Regions from separate parts of the Rattus norvegicus genome. Here region 1 is linked to region 2. Evidence: chromatin contacts called from public Hi-C data. All regions are on one chromosome and are shown on one strand. Each heading gives the region's core, a stretch centred on a gene start, on an enhancer-like site or on the middle of the called end of the contact. The rest is flanking DNA. Distances are from core to core; before and after follow the strand shown.

Region 1 (2,700 bases), core at 6-2,505, 46 kb before region 2:
TGCGTGAGAATGCCGAGTCTGTTCCTGGCTTCCTTCAGATGAAGATGTAGACCTCTCAGCTCCTCCTGCACCGTGCCTGCCTGGATGCTGCCACGCTCCTGCCTTGATGATGAGGGACTGAACCTCTGAACCTGTGAGTCAGCCCTGATTAAATGTCATTTTTTTTTTTTCCGGAGCTGGGGACCGAACCCAGGGCCTTGCGCTTCCTAGGTAAGCGCTCTACCACTGAGCTAAATCCCCAGCCCCTAAATGTCATTTTTTAAGACTTGCCTTGGTCATGGTGTCTGTTCACGGCAGTAAAACTCTAAGACACTGCCCTCCCACAATAGTGTCCTGCCTCTTCCTCTGCGCCATGCTCCGCGCTCGTCCCTGCAACCAGTCTTGTGATTGCTCACCTGGCTTAACAGAGAGTGACCTCCTGAGGACAGAGCTCACTTTCTCTCTCAAGCCAGTCCCTCAATCAGAACAAGGCGTGTGACACAGGATGGCCACTCAAGGGGTCATCTGTTGAGCAAAATCTCATGCATGAGAAAAACTCCGTGACAGCACATTTCCAGATCTCAGCTCTGCCCCCGACCGACTCTGTGTCCTTGAGAAAATCCTCTATGATTCTGGGTCCTTTCCTTGTTGCCACCCGCCCACCCGTTTCTGAGCTGCAGCAAGGGTCACATGAAGTAACGGACTCCAGAGAGTTCTACTTCACGGTGACATCACAGTGGTGACATTGGCTTCCTGCCCAGAGGAACAGTCATACTTAGTCCTTGCCACAGGGAGGGGCGGGGGGTGCTTCCTACAGCAGCTGAGGCCATAGAGGAGCATCACCTCACAGAACTAACCTGGGAGAGATTAATTGATCCTGAGTCACAGTGACATGTCCCTGAGCCCACCCTGAGCCTCTTTCCAACGTTTAAGTCTCCTCCCCTGCCCCAGTGCAGCTTCTCCTGGTTCAGGAAGGTGGGGGTCTCCAGCTGCTTCATGGCAAGCTAGGTGGCCACACAGAAGCGCATAGTAGGAGCACTGGGCAGGGAGACTACATTAGAATCTATGGACAGCTCCTCCTGCTTCATACAGGGCAGAGGCTTGGAGACATGGACCTTCCCCCCATCCCCTAAGGGTCTCTCTCTCTCTCTCTCTCTCTCTCTCTCTCTCTCTCTCTCTCTCTCTCCCTCTCTCTCTCTCCCTCTCTCTCTCTCCCTCTCTCTCCCTCTCCTTCCCCAAGGAATCTGCAGCACCCCATGAGTCATCAGGTCCAGAGAACCCTCCCTCCAGCTCCACTGGCCTCCAGCTCCCCTGTTAACATGTGGCTGCTTCATTCAACCACAGCCTTTATTCCCTGGTTTTCTGACTTCCTAGGGCCTTTTTAACATCCGGCCATGCCCAACAATAACCCAGGAGAGTGGGAGGTCAGGGTGTTTTGAGATGTCCCAGAGCCTAATAAATTCTAAGAACTGAGGATTAGTTTCCAAAAAAGCCCAAGAACCGGAAGCCTGTTCCTGTGGCTTGCAAACAGGGCCTTGCAGACCCAGCCTTACTTGAGCAGGCTGCCGAGGGTGCCGTGCACCACTTCCCCAGACAGGTTTTCTACCAAAACATCATCTCTGAAAGGGAGCTCAGCACAGGGTTGGGCTGGACCACACTGTTCTGCCTTCTAGCCTTTATATACTAGCAAACCCACAAGAGGGGGAAGCATGGCCTCTTGTTGGCTGGATACTCAGGACTCTTGGAGACTGAGGACCCACAGGGACTCCTACAACCCTAGATGGTCACCCCAAGGAGTGAGGGATATGTATTTAGCCCCAAATCCACGTCATACAGAAATCTGAACCCCCACATGACCCCACAGGACGGGCCTCTTCACTTAAGAGACAGAACAAGTAGAATCACATGAACCCCCAAAGGACCTTTGCCCCTCAGTGTCCCTTCTCTCTATGGGACCACACACACAGTCCATGTGCTGGCAGGACACTTGTCCTTTCGCTGAGGGTACCTAACTGACTAGGGACTCGTATTTACGGAGCACAGCCCAGGGAGTGGCACTCAGTGGGGGAACTTTCTCAGGGTGGTCTCTTTGCCTCTGTCCTCCCCTGCCTTAGGGCATGGAGGCCCTGAGGTTTTGGACAAACAACCTGTGTGGGGCAGTGTCCTTATATACAGACAGCCTTGGCCTGCCTCCCACCTCTCTCTTCACCTCTAATCATGTAGCCTGTCGTGCACGACCCCAGCCACTAAATCTTACCACAGGAAGCAAAAATGCAATCTTCTCTTTTTTTTTTTTTTTTTTTTTTTCGGAGCTGGGGACCGAACCCAGGGCCTTGCGCTTGCTAGGCAAGCGCTCTACCACTGAGCTAAATCCCCAACCCCAATGCAATCTTCTCTGGCCTAGTGTTCTCCATCTCTGGGTACCTGGACCCTGGTAGAGCCCAGCTTTCTTCTTCTATGAGGCTGAAAAAAAGGGGACAGCCGGGGCTAGAGAGATGGCTCAATGGTTAGGAGCACTGACTGCTCTTCCTAGAAGTCATGAGTTCAATTCCCAGCAACCACATGGTGGCTCCCAACCATCTGTAATGGGATCTGATGGCCTCTTCTGATGTGTCTGAAGACAGTGTACTCACATACATTAAATAATTTAAAAGGGGGGGGGAGAACAGCCATGAGAGTATGCATATCTCCACCAGAGAGGAGACACACACAGGCACGCAC
Region 2 (2,700 bases), core at 130-2,629:
CAGGCTTCCGGATGATCAGGCCATCTTTGATCAGCTTCCTGATCTGTTGACCTGGGAAAACATACCTGTTGTTAGCAATGTGCTGGCCACAGAACTCAGAGCTTTCCTGAAAAGAAGCTGAAATCCTGGCAAACACTTATGAAGAAAAGATTATTCACCTCATAAATACTTCATAGCTTATCTGGTCTATCTGAAACACTGGTTAAGGTCCTTGGAGCCACCTGTCTGATACTAACAAGCCTTGCTTATGCCTTAAAGCCTCACCCAGCATACTGTCCTCAAATATCTTTTTTAAACTTCCATACGGCTACAAAATACTTTGCTTATAATCTACTAATGTAACACTGGATGTTGCATCCTGTATATTAATGTATATATAATCTATAAAAATACATATCCATCCTTTGTAGGTGAGGGTGAAGGATCATACTCACGAGAGTTGGCATTGGCGATTTCGTTGGTTTCATTGGGGTCCAACCACACCTTCTTTTTACCACAGCGGAGGACGCTAGAGGCAAGCCTCTTCTGTAGCCTAAGCATACTGGGGTATACAGAAAACACTATTAAGCCCTGAAAGCCACTTCTGAGCAACAACAAACACTCCAAGCAAAATCTCCCCACCTAAGTCTTAGTATCTATTTAAAAAATGGGCAAAGTACACATCAATAGGTATTAAAGGAAATATACTCCCTAGCCCTAAAAATTTTGCCACCCCTTCCTGTCCAACAAACTCCAAATCAAGATCTTAAATCCAAACCAAGACCTGGGCAGTGAACGTGGCCACGATGGTTAGCCATTCGGGATTTGGGGGAGGGGGTTAAGCTCTTCCGGGTATTTGGCTCTGTGAAGACTTTAATGTTAAGTATCGGACACCAGTGGATCAGGGCTGGGACGTAGCCTGTTTACCCAGGAGTACAGGAGTAGCTTTTCGCTTTCTATGCTTTTTTACACTAATACACGCCGTCCAGCCGTTAGGGTGGAGGCCAAACTGGCGCCTCACCCTCAGCACTCGGAGGCCTGGGCTTGCCCGAGACTTGCCCCATGTTAGAGGTCCGCTGGGCCCCAGCGCACCAAGAAGCCACTCAGTGCCCAGTCGTCACCAATCTCCCCGTGTGGTGCCTCACGACGCGGGACAGGCGGAGCGGCGCCCGCCGGAGGTCTTTACGGGCCACGGCGTCCCGCGGCCCACCCTCCGTAGGCCCAGGTCGCGTGTGCTCTCTGCGCTCCAGACATGGAAGCACCACGCCCGCCTCCCCTCTCCCTTTTGCCATTTGTGGTCCCGGCCCGGTTCCCCGCTAGGCTTCGCCGGGCTTATCGGTCAGAAACCGAGAGCCGGGCCTGCTCACCTCATGGCTGCAGACGCAGCAGCGAAAGGAAAGAGCTTGCTGGTCGCGGGCTCCTCCCATTAACTACGAAGGGGAGAGCCCAAGCCCCACTCCATGATTGTCTGTATTTTCGCTAAGCTATTTCATCTTCCTCCATTTCACACTCACTTACTTTCTTCCTAAAAGACCGTGATCATAGATGATCAAGATCGAGAATCGGTTTTAAGCTTTAAAACAGAAAAGGTGTACCCCTTTCGTCGGGCAAAATGGTTCAGTCCAACTCCTCTTCACACATGCGCACTGAGGGCATTTGATCACGTGGGTGTTTGGCTAACCGGAAGTCACGCTAAATCCGCGCAGGCGGACTGAGGCGGTTTTGGCCTGAAAGGCCTAGTCTTCGTAGAGGACTGTTTTCTGTGAAAGGTTATTAAATTAGCCGGGAGAAAATTAGCGAAAGGAGCGCTAGAGCAGAGAGAAGCAAACACTACCTCGCTTTCGCTCTCGTAGAGTAAGAACTCGTGTGCAGGCTAAACCCAAGAGATTTTTGTCGGCGTCACCACCGCAAATCCCTAATCTCTGGATGCTTCAATTACCATGATTGTAGTCTGAACCAAATTCTAATATTTCTGCTATCCATTTGTGAAAATCATATGCGTCTACTTTTACAAAACAGGCATTAGCAAAAGCAAGCGGAACCAATCTTGTTTGGCTCAATCTATACTGTAGCATGCACATGAGAAGAACTACATTGGTTAAGTAAACGAAGGGTTGTCAGAATGAAGAGTCCAACAGCTTTGGAGACCCCTGGTTGAAAACCCAAAGAGAATGTTCTGGGGGCAGAGCAGCTGGCTTCCTTCTTTAATCCTAACAGGAAATGAGATGGAGGAGTTAGCGAGGCGGCCAAGTTTAAGGCGGTCTAGGCAATCTGGACTACAGAAAGATGCTGTCTTAAAAACAAAAACAGTTATCTGGGGGTGGAGAGATGGGGCTTGTGGTTTAGGAGCACTGTTTGCTCCTCCAGAGGTCCTGAGTTTAACAGCAGCCACATGGTGGCTCACCATCATCTGTAATGGGATCTGATGCCCTCTTCTGGTGTGTCTGAAGATAGCAACAGTGTACTCATATAACTAAAATAAATAAATCTTAAAAAAAAAAAAAATCTGGTCAGGGCATGGTGGTACACACCTGTAATCCCAGTACTTAGAAGGCAGGAGGATCAGAAGTTCAAGGCCATCCTCAGCTACATGTGGAGTTCAAAGCAAGCCTGGATACTGGAAGTCCTGGAAGCCCATATTCAAAAAATAAAATAAAAACTTGGGAGTGGGACTAGAGAGATGGTACAGGCTTGAGTGCTTGCAAAGGATTGTAGTTGGGT

What was found. A called contact is a pair of places that touch in the nucleus more often than the background predicts.
Region 1: a Hi-C map of the A7r5 cell line shows a contact between it and region 2, with 2.8 times the contacts expected there. The contact joins the enhancer-like site here to the promoter of Rpl19 in region 2. A contact is called at or near these places in 11 of 12 Hi-C or Micro-C datasets (the A7r5 cell line, Schwann cells, frontal cortex and 6 more) and 1 of 1 datasets of contacts at active chromatin or transcription factors (oligodendrocytes).

Annotation. Positions count from the first base shown.
Region 1 is chr10:83,563,881-83,566,580 of GRCr8, reverse strand. LOC102548674 (a long non-coding RNA gene) reads right to left here. Exons shown (of 3, transcript XR_010055786.1): 1 at 1-2,700. Among named protein-coding and RNA genes, the nearest start is that of Stac2, 21 kb to the right of the region's middle. Within about 2 kb of position 1,255, at least 12 of the 93 cell types and tissues checked have an H3K27ac peak or open chromatin away from gene starts, as enhancers often do. A contact at or near this core is called in the A7r5 cell line and Schwann cells, where this site is marked.
Region 2 is chr10:83,517,743-83,520,442 of GRCr8, reverse strand. Rpl19 (ribosomal protein L19) reads right to left here and starts at 1,379. Exons shown (of 6, transcript NM_031103.1): 1 at 1,347-1,379; 2 at 435-541; 3 at 1-51. The coding sequence starts at 1,351.